2 separate regions of the Mus musculus genome follow, and region 2 is linked to region 1. A link is a contact called in public promoter capture Hi-C data. All regions are on one chromosome and are shown on one strand. The core of a region is the stretch at or near the end of the contact, and the rest is flanking DNA. Distances in the headings are between cores, read along the strand shown. Region 1 overlaps Cd40 (CD40 antigen). Region 2 overlaps Elmo2 (engulfment and cell motility 2).

Evidence for each region. Capture Hi-C pulls out chosen DNA fragments and counts their contacts.
Region 2: a contact with region 1 is called in a promoter capture Hi-C map of pancreatic islet. The contact joins two enhancer-like sites. A contact is called at or near these places in 15 of 39 promoter capture datasets (the C10 cell line, the HPC-7 cell line, Sertoli cells and 9 more), 1 of 15 datasets of contacts at CTCF or cohesin (stem cell-derived epiblast-like cells), 15 of 484 Hi-C or Micro-C datasets (bone marrow-derived macrophages, cerebellar granule neurons, cerebral cortex and 6 more), 34 of 115 datasets of contacts at active chromatin or transcription factors (the HPC-7 cell line, the SCID.adh cell line, SST interneurons and 23 more) and 4 of 9 other capture datasets (adipose tissue, liver, macrophages and 1 more).

The regions. Positions count from the first base shown.
Region 1 is chr2:165,070,581-165,076,835 of GRCm38.p6, forward strand. Cd40 (CD40 antigen) reads left to right here. Exons shown (of 9, transcript NM_011611.2): 9 at 142-1,074. The coding sequence ends at 333. Among named protein-coding and RNA genes, the nearest start is that of 1700025C18Rik, 17 kb to the right of the region's middle. Within about 2 kb of position 2,866, at least 16 of the 459 cell types and tissues checked have an H3K27ac peak or open chromatin away from gene starts, as enhancers often do. A contact at or near this core is called in pancreatic islet, where this site is marked.
Region 2 is chr2:165,289,185-165,295,927 of GRCm38.p6, forward strand. It overlaps Elmo2 (engulfment and cell motility 2), which reads right to left. Exons shown (of 21, transcript NM_080287.2): 16 at 6,279-6,442; 17 at 6,060-6,172; 18 at 5,830-5,937; 19 at 5,057-5,139; 20 at 2,921-2,998; 21 at 1-1,377. The coding sequence ends at 1,177. Among named protein-coding and RNA genes, the nearest start is that of Slc35c2, 4.7 kb to the left of the region's middle. Within about 2 kb of position 4,572, at least 3 of the 459 cell types and tissues checked have an H3K27ac peak or open chromatin away from gene starts, as enhancers often do. A contact at or near this core is called in pancreatic islet, where this site is marked.

The sequences.
Region 1 (6,255 bases), core at 1,616-4,115:
AAGGCATCCAAGAAATCAGTTTTGGTACACCCCCATCCTCCCACCCCATTGGAAAGGACTTGAAGGAGGGATTCTATTCCTCAGAGGCAGGGTGGCTCTGTGGCTAGAGGTGACATTGGACCTTATACCTTGACTCCCCAGATCTTACCCCCTGCGGCTCGACGGCAAGATCCCCAGGAGATGGAAGATTATCCCGGTCATAACACCGCTGCTCCAGTGCAGGAGACGCTGCACGGGTGTCAGCCTGTCACACAGGAGGATGGTAAAGAGAGTCGCATCTCAGTGCAGGAGCGGCAGGTGACAGACAGCATAGCCTTGAGGCCCCTGGTCTGAACCCTGGAACTGCTTTGGAGGCGATGGCTCGGCTCGGGAGCAGGGGCCTGGCTCTGAGGACTGCTTGCTGACCTTTGAAGTTTGAGATGAGCCAAGACAGAGCCCAGTGCAGCTAACTCTCATGCCTGCCCCCTATCATTTCTCAACTTGCTTTTTAAGGATGGAGGGAGAGCTCGGGCATCGGGGGTCCACAGTGATACCTACCAAGTGCAGCAGTGCAGGACCCAGAGTCGTCTTGCTGCGGCGTTCACTGTAAGGAGTCATGGACACAGGAGTCCGTGGCCCACAGCTTGTGCTGCTAGAGGGCACCTGGTTGCCCATCAGCAGGGTACTGGCTAAATAAATCTGTAATTATTTATACAATGACATCTCAGAAACTCTAGCAGGTGGGGCAGAAAACAGGTAGTAGAATGATGGGTAGAGAAATAGCTTTTAAAACACATTCCAAGGCAGGTAAGATGGCTTTTGTGAGTAAAGGAGCTTGCTGCCCAAACCCGGTTACCTGATTTTGATCCCTGGGACTTCATGGTAAAAGGGAGAGAACCAAATCCAGAGGGTTGTCATTTGACCTCCATGTGTGCTCTGTGGTAATGTACCCCGTGTGTGCACATGTGCACATATCCTAAAATGGATGTGGTGGTGTATTGTAGAAATTATTTAATCCCGCCCTGGGGTTTCTACCTGTGTGTTACCATTTAGTTCTTGAATAAAAGACACACTCAACCTTTATATTTACAATAAGCCTTAAACAGCACAAGAACTGGGCACCTGCCTACCCTGTATGCTATTTGAATCTACTTTCCTATTGATAACCCCCAGTTATTACTTACTACTTACTATGTTTCATCGGGGCTGCTCTTATCTCCTATTGGCCAGCCCCAGGTCCATGTTCTCTTAAACTCTCCTAATCCATGGTGGCTTCTCTTTCCTCCATTCACCTCTTCTCTCTCTTGGTTCTCTTCTAACGCCAAGCCCAGGAATACTAAGCCCCACCTATGTCTCTTCTGTCTAGCTATTGGCTGCTGGCATCTTTATTTACCAATCAGAAATAACTTGGGGTCACTTGGGGGGGTTGTCTACAGTACAGACTCCAGGTCTTGGGGCCACAAACCCATTACAATACAGAGCAAGATCAAACCTCAACAGTGGTGCATGCCTGTAACCCTAGCACTCAGGAGGAAGAGGACTAGGAGTTCAAGGCTAGCCTTGGATATATAGTTAACTCAAGGTCAGCCTGGGCTACATGATTGTCTTAGTTGGGGTTTTATTGCTGTAAACAGACACCATGAGCAAGGCAACTCTTAAAAGGACAACATTTAATTGGGGCTGGCTTACAGGTTCAGAGGTTCAGTCCATTATCCTCAAGGCAGGAACATGGCAGCATCCAGGCAGGCATGGTGCAGGAGGACCTGAGAGTTCTATATCTTCATCTGAAGGCTGCTAGGCTGAAGCTGACTTCCAGACAGCTAGGGTGAGGGTCTTAAAGCCCACACCCACAGTGACACACCTACTCCAACAAGGCCACACATCCTAATAGTGCCACTCCCTGGGCCTAGCATTTACAAACCATCACAATGATACTGTCTCAAAAACAAACATTAAAGAGCAACAACTTCTCCCAACAACCCGAACCATACACACAAAGCCACACATCCTTCAAACAGTTTTTATATACGATATGACAGTATGTAAGCAGGCTGCATATTATATTTGAATACAGTATGTATAGATATGGAAGGAAAGCTAAGATACCATGAATGCCTGTGTGGGTAAAACAAAGCATTGAAAATCCCAACTTTGACAGTGGTCTAGCGAGATGGGTCAGGGCTAGGAGCAGCAGCTCCTGCGAAGGCTCTGGGTTTAGTTTCCAGCCCTCACACAGGGCATATGTGTATCATGTGTGCACTGTCCACACAGGTGGAACACTTGTACACATAATATAAACGAACTATCTTTTTTAAAAAAAGAATGGTGTGGTCTGAAGTGGGTGGGTGGGAGTGTTGTGTTTCCAATAATGCTTCATTATTTTTCCAAGAGAACAGAAGATTCATATAATGATTATGTAATTTTAAAAAACCATCAAACATGTACAAAGGAGATGAAGGGTGGACATGCTGGGTTTGCTGTTAGGTTGAAAGAATTAGGATCTTTTCTGAGCTTAAGTAAGAGTGTCCCCAGACTGCTGTGTCTCCAGGGAGTTTTGCCTGTGTGCTCACAACCAGCAGCAAGCTTGCAAGGCTTCAGGTACACAGAAGCAGCCTTGCAGGGCAGGCAGGGTCGGTGTGCCTCGCTGTTTTGCAGGGGTGCAAATGGGTAAAAAGAGGTGGAGTGACTTGCCATCGGTGACACAGGGCTGTGCAGTGGCCCATGAACTCTCATCTCCAAGCTGCTCCAAGATCTGGCTCTCTGCTTTCCAGAACCTAGGCATGGTGGGCGACAGCTTTCAGGGAGATCCTGGGTCCCTCTCCTGCCCCACGACAACATCTCGGGATAAAAATAGACCATCCTGTTCTCTTTTCCTGCTGTGCCAACTGTAGGGGAGCCTAGCCAGGAGGAGCGGCAGATGGAGTGGGAGCAGAGGGGAGGGAAGGAAGGCCGGGGGACAAGGAGGGGAAGGAGGAGACGTGCCTGAAAGAGGGTTCCCGCAAGACTCCTACTGAGGTTTAACCCGTGGGTCTCAGGATGTTTGGATCCCACTGCTTAGAGGGTGGAGCTGGCAGTGGCTGGTCCTGATGGAAGCCGGGGATGCTGAGGGACGAGGGTGCAGCTGAAAGCCAAGAGAAGGACACCTGGCTTTGGCAGTCTTCCCAGAAGAGCTTCCAGGGCCATTTGGTGGCACCAGGTGGAAGCTTCAGTTTAGAAAGCAGAGGGAAGTATGACAGAGGGGGAGGAGAACTTTAGGGTCTAATACTCATCCCCTGCCTAGAGCCCAAATGTTGGTGGCGCTAACTTCCATGGCAGGGTGTGTGTGTGTGTGTGTGTGTGTGTGTGTGTGTGTGTGCGCGCGCGCGCGCGCGCGTGCGCGTACACATGCATGTGTGTTGGATAGAGGCAAAAGACTCATCTCCCACCTGTTACCTGAGTGATCTTGGGCCAGTCACTGCCACCTTTGCCTCTGTTAGAGGGCAGCTGTCACACCCTCGCGGCAGGTGCTGGTGGCGGTGGTGGCTTCCAGACTCTCCTCCAGGTTACAGGTTCTTGGATTTGAAGGAACAAAGTGACCAACTGTGAGGGTTGCCGAGAGACAGATTGCTGGGCCGCACCTCCCATGTTTCTGGCTCAGATCTGGGACCAGGACCAAGAATTTGCATTTCCAGCAAGTTCCCCAGGTGGTCCTGATACTGCAGGATCAGAGAACACACTCTGAGTACAGTTGCCCTTGGCTCACATTGCTGTGTAAGCAGTGGGTTTCCTGTTGGCTTTGGGATTAATGGTTGGGGCTTCCCCCATCCTGGATACTTTTGTGGCTGTGGTGGCTGCAGGCCAGGCTGGGAACAGCTAGGAGAGTGAGTGCCCAGGAGCACACACTATCAGTCCAGCTAATTGAGATAGTGTCTTATGCACGCCAGGCTGGCCTGAAACTCACCACACGGCAGAGGAGGGCAAGCTGACCCTCCAGTGCTGGGGTTATCAGCATGAGCCACCAGAAACAGTTCAGTGCAGTTCAAGGGACTAAACCTGAGGCTTTATGCATGTCAGGCAAACACTATGTCAGCTGAGCTGCCTCCTATCCCTGAGGGGTGACCACACCCCGTTTCCCTAGAGTGATGTAACCTCACACGCCCACAGCCTGCGCATGGTCCTGCTGCTTTTTGTCTGTCACTTTCTCGGTTCAACGTGTTCCCTGGCTCAACTCCCTGACTCACTGTCTGCTTCCATTCATGTCTCTGGTCGGCTTCTGGAAGTTTCTTCCGAAAGTCTGCAGAGCCAAGCATAGCAAAGTAACTTTTGTATCTTTTAGCATCCCTCCCAGAGGGAAGAGGTGGGCATGCTCTGGTTCTACAGCAGCTTAACATGAGCTGTCTGTGATGCCGGGAGTTCCCTACAGTATGGGCTTCTGCCACACATCCCTGATGAATGAATGACTGGTTTTCTAAGGATCCTTCCTGTCCAGCCTGAATGTTAAAGGGAGGACCAGCAGGTGTTGGGGTGGCAGAGATGGAGGGGTGCCTGTGATGCTGATAGTGGCCAGCAGGTGGCAGCAAGGTAACACTCTAAAGTCCTTGCTGGCTGCTTGACAGTCCTAGGTGATGATAGCTCTGCTTTGAGCTGGCTCTGCACAGGGCCCATGCTTTGGAAATGAGGCCTGTCCTCCTGCCTTCCTCACTCCTCAGTTCTGATTAGAACTTAACAGGCAGTCTCAGTCTGAACACTCATCTGAGGTGTGGGATCGTACTGCACCCATTTCACAGATGGGGCTTAGAGGCCAAACAACTTGTTCGGATTAGAGCTGAGATCTAGATCTAAGTTCGTTCCCATCAAGACTGGGACAAACGGGGGTCTGAGCTGGGCAACTAAGCGGTCGAGGATGTAGGTCTGGAGACTAGAAAAGATGAGGCCACCTGGGCCAAGATCCCTTCCCTGGGGCAAAGTCTATTGGCTCTTAAAGGTGCTTCTCAGGGGGGAATGAGAGGGTTCTGCGTTGTTTCCCAACACGCAAATGCAGCTAATTTTATAGTTTGAAGGTCTTGTTAATATGGAGGGTTTAGGATGGAAAGACAGGGAATCTCAATGTATTCAATCCTTTGCTTGGCGCGCGCACACACACACACACACACACACACACTATATATATATATATATATATATAGTCCTGACAGGAACATGAGCAGGTCAGGTAGCGTGTTCTAAGCACACCGTCTTCATCCTCTGCCATTCAGGAGGTTGGATGAAGCCCTAGGGGCTTTGGCTGAAGTTGTTACACAATGACCTGGGCCCAAGGCACTGCAACCCAAGACTTGGACACTGCTTTTGGGCAGCCCTACTAGGTACAACGTAGCCTGAGGTGGCCCTTCTCCAGGTGTGCGCACACAGATGCCCTCTCGCAGACTCAGGCTTGCAGTAGGTTCCTTGGGCAGCAGAAGTTATTAAAGGCTGTGCCCCGGAGGAGGATTGCTCTCCCCTGGAGTCAGCCGGGCATAGAAAATTACAAACCCACCCGCCGGGGTGGGGAGATGCAGTTTTAATTTAAAAAGGGGGTGGGGAATCGTGCTGCAGTTTGGGGTGGGGAGGTCCTTCCTGAAGGAGGCTTTTCTGAAACTAGTCGTGTGGTAAAATAAGAATTCTAGAAAGATCACCTGCTGGCAACCCAGCAGGTGTTGCCCCAGGGGCAGTGGGCTGGGTCTGTGCTTCCTCTTCAGCACCAGGCCTTCTGTCTCTTGCCCTGCGGATGTGTCGATCTGGGTCTGTCCGTCTGTCCAGCTAGCCCCTGCCTCCTCCTCACACCAGGCCTCCCTCCCACTTCCTTCAGGGACTGTCTGGCCCTCAATCCATCCTTCCCACTTCCTGCCCACCTCCTTCATCTCCAGCCCCTTCACCACACCCGGGTTCTCTCTCAAACAAGTGTTATTGTTTTGGCTAATTATAAAAGCCATACTCCAGAATCACACCCCCATCGGAGCGATGCACAGGGCCAGGAAAACAAGGCCACCTGTGCGCCTCCCACCATCCTGCCAATCATAAGGTACGGTCCTTTCAGAATTGCTTTCTGTGTGCCACAAATAGTTTTTAAACTTGAGATATTATTACATGCACTGTTTTGTAAGCAGCTTTCTTTGCTTAGCGGGATACACCAGATGTCTCTCCGTGCCAATAAATATATAGAGCCACAACATGGTTTTAATCGCTCCAGATTCCATTTGTATGGCAGGCTCCTGACTAGTTAGGGAGCCCTGATATTGCTGGACTAGAAGCATACTCTCT
Region 2 (6,743 bases), core at 3,322-5,821, 220 kb after region 1:
CACTGACAGGAAGCTCCTGGCTGCTCTCTGGTTACACTCACAGCTCATGACTGAGAGCACTACAGTTTTGTTCTTGATTTTATTTTCCCTTAAACATTCTATCCTAAGATAGGAAGATCTTATATAAATATATATACATGTCTGTATAAGTATGGCCTATAGTAAAGAAAATATATAGTACACTCTTCACTGGGTAGTACCCACCATGCCAGGCTACCAGTACTGAATACCACCATGGTAACATGCGTCCAAGGAAAGAGGCTGTGCGCGTGGGCTTCCAGTGCTGCAGCACCAATGAAGGCCGTGGCACAGCTGTGGCCCCAGCCGCTGTGAAATCATGGCTAATGGCACAAACCACAGCGCCAGGAAGGGGAGAAAGGGAAGGCAACACCCCTGTCTGAGGCAGGAGGGAAGCAAACGGAGGGGCCTGTAACTGAGGGGGCATGGGAATATTGTGCCTCAGCAAGGAAGAGAGAGGACTGGAGGGGTAGGGGGAGCCAGAGGCCTCAGCCTGCCTTTCCCTGCAGTGTTCATTCCTAAAGCCTAAGAGAGCAGGACTCAGGCTGGAGGCCTCTGCCTGGCCAGGATGAGGCTGAGGGCTTGGGGCAAAATTACTACCTGTCCTGATACCTGCAAGGACAAGAGAGACGGGTGTCTCTAGAGACTAGACATGGTAGGGCCAAACCCCAGAGGCAGCAGCATGAGGCACAGGACGAGGCTGGGATGAGCCCTCAGAGACCTATTAAGCAGGAGCTCAAGGCCTGTTCTTGCCTGAGCCACCTGAAGACAGTCACTCCGAGGCTCTCACCGAGCTCCCCAGGCCTCTTGCCCCCATGGTCAGCCTTTCATGGACCAGCTTTGGCCCACATGGGCTCTCCAACAAACCAGAGAGGAGACTTGAAAGGAAAGGGGATGGCTGTCAGTAGGTCCAGTACCAGATGCAGATGTGACGCAGAGCGGGAGGCAGGAGCCTCATGAGTTCACCCCTCCAAGCCCGACCCAGGCTCTGTGGTGCTGAGGAGGGCAGCATGCCCTGACTTCATGACTCCTGGTGGATGGGACAGAGAGAAGCTCTGGGTCCCACTGGCTCTGAGGAGTAGTTACCACAATCACTACAGAGTTTGTACAAGTGGCGTGGGCTGCCAGTGTCTCTCCTGGGCCCCAGTCCCTTCCCGCTCAGCCATAGTGATAGACGAAGTCATAGCTGCTGGGCTCCTTGGGGACCGGAGGTGGCGCCTCGGGGATCTGAATGTTCTCCAAGTCCAGAAGCCGCAGCTTCATCTCCATGCTCAGCAGCGTGTCCAAGTCGCTCTTGGTTAGCTCGCTGGACATATCCTTCCCCAGGAGAGCGCTGAGTCCATCAATCCAGATGCAGTACTGTGGGCAAGTTGCAAAAGTGACACAGTGGCCCTGGGGGCTGCAGTGGGACTCACAGCAGTGCTGTTGGGTACCATTCAAAATATGCAAAACTCATGGGAGACAAGAGCAAGGGAAGCAGGAAGATGAGCATCATATCAACTGATAGTGTCTGGGGGATTCATGTGGGAATTTAAAAAATAATAGGAAATGTGATCTACAATGCAGTTCTGGAGACCAAGAGAACAGAAACCAGGACTGGAGCAGAAAACACACTCAATGAAAACACACACACTCAATGAACACACACACACTCAATGAACACACACACACTCAATGAACACATACACACTCAATGAACACACATACTCAATGAACACACACACTCAATGAACACACATACTCAATGAACACACAATGAACACACACACTCAATGAACACACACTCAATGAACACACACATATTCAATAAAAACACACATACACTCAATGAACATACTCAATGAACACACATTCAATGAGCACACACTCAACACACACACTCAATGAAACGAGCAGGAAGCACGCAGGTACTCAGAGTTGCAATTTAGTTAAAGAAGAAAACTCAGCTGGGCTTGGTGGCGCATGCCTTTAGTCCCAGCACTTGGGAGGCAGAGGCAGGCAGATTTCTGAGTTCAGCCTGGTCTACAGAGTGAGTTCCAGGACAGCCAGGGCTACACAGAGAAACCCTGTCTCGAAACAAAACAAAAACAAATACCCATGTTTTAAAGGGCAGTACAAAAGAAACTGACATACCTACATGATGAAACATGCTTATAACATCAATGCATTTAGGAGACAAAGGTAGGCTAACCTAAGCTACAGTAAGTTTTGGATTAGACCTTGTCTCAGAAAAACAAAACTTAAGGCAGAGGCTCCCAGAATGCACATGTATTGTGTATGTGTATAGCAGAAGCTCTGCCCTGCAGCCTTCTGCTGCTGCTCTCTTCTGTGCCTAGCTCACTGCGCTCTATCATCCCAACAGAGCCCTGCTGGCCCAAGGTCCTCTCCTCTTGACCCCAAGTGCTCAATAACAGGCCCTCAATTAACAACGAGTTGACTGAGTTGGGCACTAGCACCTTCCTGGTCTTCAGGTGAATTGGGAGTCCCTTGTTAGGAGGGGCAGATCCATCTGGCTCCACAGCCTGACCAGGTTGGCTCCAGGTAACTGGGATTCAACTCTCCTGGGAAAAGTAACTGCGAGATTACAAAGAGGAAAACCCTCCCTGTGCCAGGCCAGCTGCTCTAAGGCACAAAGTGAAAGGTTGGGTGTGGTGGCGCAAAGTTCTAATCCCAGCCCTCTGAAGGCAGAGGAAGACAGACCTCTGTGTGAAGTGGGCAGTCCAGCCCAGTGGTAGAAGGTCCAAAGACTTAGCGATCCATTTTGGCTGCCTGGCTTGTGGGGATACCGCTGTGCTGGCCACACCTCCTCACAGTGAGAGCACTGGTGTTCAAGGCAGTGTGGCACAGACACCTCCTCACAGTGAGGGCACTGGTGTTCAAGGCAGTGTGGCACACTACTTACCTCATACTTGTTGGGAGCAATGAAATTCAGTGTCTCATCAGGATCATACAGGATGGAGAAGGCCAATTCCAACACCTCCTGCAGACAAAAAGCCGGAGTGACTTGGAGCAGTGCCTGGTTATGATGTCACCAAGGTCCCAGGTATGGCTGACCTGGGGCCAGTGTTAACTGACCTTAACCACCCCCTCCCTGCCACAGTCACCCTAAGATGTGGTGGTAGTGTTTTCAATTTGGAACTTTGATGGTGATGCCTGCCTGGATCCCAGCAATCGAGAGGTTGCAGATATGAGGTGAGTCTGGGCTACCTAGGGAGACCCACCCTCCCCCAGGAAGCAACAAACAAAAATTATTGCAGCAAAGTATTTTCAACACTGAGAACATCGAACGTCAGTGCCATATGCCACCCTGTGCTTTTATCTTAGAGCCCAAGGTGACCGGTTTCCTCCTTCTATGTTGCTATGCTCGGTACAAAAAAAACCTCCAGCAAAAACAAACCACTGATGAGCTGAGACCGTCTGAGCATCAAAACAGTAACTGCAATGCAGAGTCACAGGTGACCGGCTTACACTCATGTGCTCACAGAGTCACACGTGACCAACTTACACTCATGTGCTCACAGAGTCACACATGACCGGCTTACACCTATGTTCTCACATAGTCACACATGACCGGCTTACACTCATGTGCTCACAGAGTCACAGGTGACCGGCTTACACTCATGTGCTCACAGAGTCACAGGTGAGTGACTTACACCCATGTTCTCAGAGTCACACGTGACCAACTTACACTCATGTGCTCACAGAGTCACACATGACCGGCTTACACCTATGTTCTCACATAGTCACACATGACCAGCTTACACTCATGTGCTCACAGAGTCACAGGTGACCGGCTTACACTCATGTGCTCACAGAGTCACACGTGAGTGACTTACACCCATGTTCTCAGAGTCACACGTGACCAACTTACACTCATGTGCTCACAGAGTCACACATGACCGGCTTACACCTATGTTCTCACATAGTCACACGTGACCGGCTTACACCCATGTACCCAGAGTCACACACGACCTGCTTATGTTTAAACCCATGCACTCACAGACTCAAATGACCGGCTTAAACTCGTGCGCTCATAGAAAACATACAACAGAGACATAAAGCTTGGTCATGATTGGGTGACACTTGGAACCTGCTCACTGCTTTAGGGGGAGGTACCTGCAAGCAGAGGCAAAGCCTTTGGCCTCTCTTGTTCCACCAACTGGGCCACAGGAAGCCAACAGTAGATAAAGGCGGGTTTCTTCACAGAGAAGTGGCTCAGTTCATTAGTAAACGCAGTACCCTAGTGTACAAGGCTTAGCCCTGAACAGCTAGAGTGTGCTGACATGGCAGAGCACCACCCAGCCATTAGGGCCTCCCTCTATAGGCCCCAGTACCATGTATGATGTGGCCAAGCCAGGGCAAAGTCAAACCCGAACCAAATCAAACCTCTAGGTCCCTGGGCCAATTTGCAGATCTGGGACAGAAGAAAAGCATGGAGACCCAGTCAGCAAAACTGAGACTCTGGGAAATGAGCACATAAGCAACATGGTCCATTACACTAATAAAGTGAAGACGGGAAAAGGGTGGAGAAGCAGCGCATGAATGAAGGACTCGGAGATGAAGGACATACTGCAGCCAGCAAAGCCGCTGGGACGGATTCAAACCTGGGTCCAGCGTGTGGGTGTGTGTGCATGTAACATTTACAAGGCAGCAGGTGGACATTAGAGGAAATGGAGGATTTCATATTGAATAATGGCCTTTTATCTTCTGCTAGGTGTGTCAATGTGACTCCATGGCTGTATCCTTCAGAGATGTGTAGGAGACACTCATGAAAGAGATGCTGTGCCACTTGTTTTTCGAGACAGGGTTTCTCTGTATAACTCTGGCTGTCCTGGAACTCACTTTGTAGACCAGGCTGGCCTCGAACTCAGAAATCCGCCTGCCTCGGATCTGTTTATTCTTATAGTGTTCAATGCTCTTAATACTGCTGTATAATTTAAGGTGGGATGAGAGTCTGTGTCTGCAGCTGTCATGGGCAGGGGCTGGGGTTCAGCCCTGCCTGCCCGCCCGCCCGCCCGCCCGCCCGCCCGCCTCTCACCTTGTTCTGTTTCAGGGCACTCTTCTCTTTCATGTGAGGACAGTCTTTTCCAGTAACAATGGCCTTAATATCTGCAACAGGAACTGATAGAGAATGGGAATCACCGCCTGGAAGCTGGTGCTGCAAGATGTCAGCACTGTTCAGTGCTTGAAGGGAAGCCCGGGGCCCGAGCACCAGGATGTGGCAGCTCTCAGGCCCAAGGGCCCTCCCAGCTCAGGTGTGCGTGTGTTAGCCTGCCCTGCTCCTCTATAAACCCCAGCTTCGTCAAAGCTCATGGGTGCTACTTGGATTCATCTTTTCAGGGAATAGAGCCTTGGGCACCCGTCTACTTCTTCCCCATAGTGAAGGTGACAAAGTGGCCAAAGCAAACAGCATCACAGCTATCAACCAAAGGGCCACCTGCTAGACGGTGCCTCGTGGAAACGTCTGCACCTCTTAGTCCTCTGTGGATGGAGTGCGGTGTTATCCCATTGTCCCAGATATGAAAGCAGATGAGAATTAATTTACAACATCTAGCCTTAGCAAGTGACGGGGGCTACACCAGGGCTTCCATTTAGACTCTGTAGCTTTAGAGCCTCCACCCACTGCCTTTCCGTGCAGTCTTGTCCTGCCCTTTATGACCCACACACTGCCACAACTGGGATTCAGTAACTCTCCCACCACCCCGAGGTGGACCAGAGAGAGGATCTTTAGCAGATGAGCAGACACAGGCTTGAGAGCCAGGACCAGCACTTGGGACACTTGCTGACACACCAACGGAGACATGCACCTACTTTTCTCCTGCAGGGATTCGAATGTCACCTCCCCTTGAGGGTTGTCATCCAAGTCACCGTAATGCAAAACCTTGTGGTTCAGTGCCAAGCGGCAGTGCCAGAACCTCTCTAGAAACAAGGATGATAAGCAGGTGAGACATGGGCAGTGCTGGGCAAAGGGGTGCCGTACAGAGTCGGGTACCCAGGCAAGCACCCCTGGCAGACTACCCATGCTCCAGCCACCCCCTTACCTTGCCGACGACGGTTCCCGATTTTCCGGAAGCTGCTGCCCTCGCATAGCCGGTTGAGGCGCTGTTGCTTGATCAGCTCCAGGATCTCAGGCTGTATCTTCTCTCGAAGCTCCCTGTGGGCACATTCACCCACTCAGTGTAAGACTGCGGGAGAGCGGCGCTCTCCGAGGTGGAACTGGTAGGCTGCCCCCCTCACTGGCCCTCTCAGCTGACACTTACACAATTGGTGGGGACTGGAAATCATCCTGGCTCATCCTCTCAGACTGGCGCAACCGCAGAATTTCTGAGTAGCTCAGGCTACGAAGTTTACTCTTGAACTGATCCAAAGAGTTGGGTTTAGAGGGCAGAGCCCGGGTGATCTGCTCTCGGACAACTTGCATAACCTGGGCAAAAAAGGAAGGCACAGACCGCTCTGACAATAGACAGGCCAACTAGAGACGAAGACTCTGCCTCACTCAGTGTCTCAAGCAGAGTGGGCAACACAGAGTCCTGACTTCCTAGTGGACACCTCAGGTGGGGACTCAGGTCACATGACAGACAGTGACAGGAGTTTCCTTTTCACACACATCAGGGAATGGGTTCTGATCTCAACTCTTAAACACTTAATCCTTCACTGACTCTTTCAGCAAGATGAGCTGTGCTCAGGCCTCCATCACCCTCATCTCTACAGAGAGAGAGGCAGCT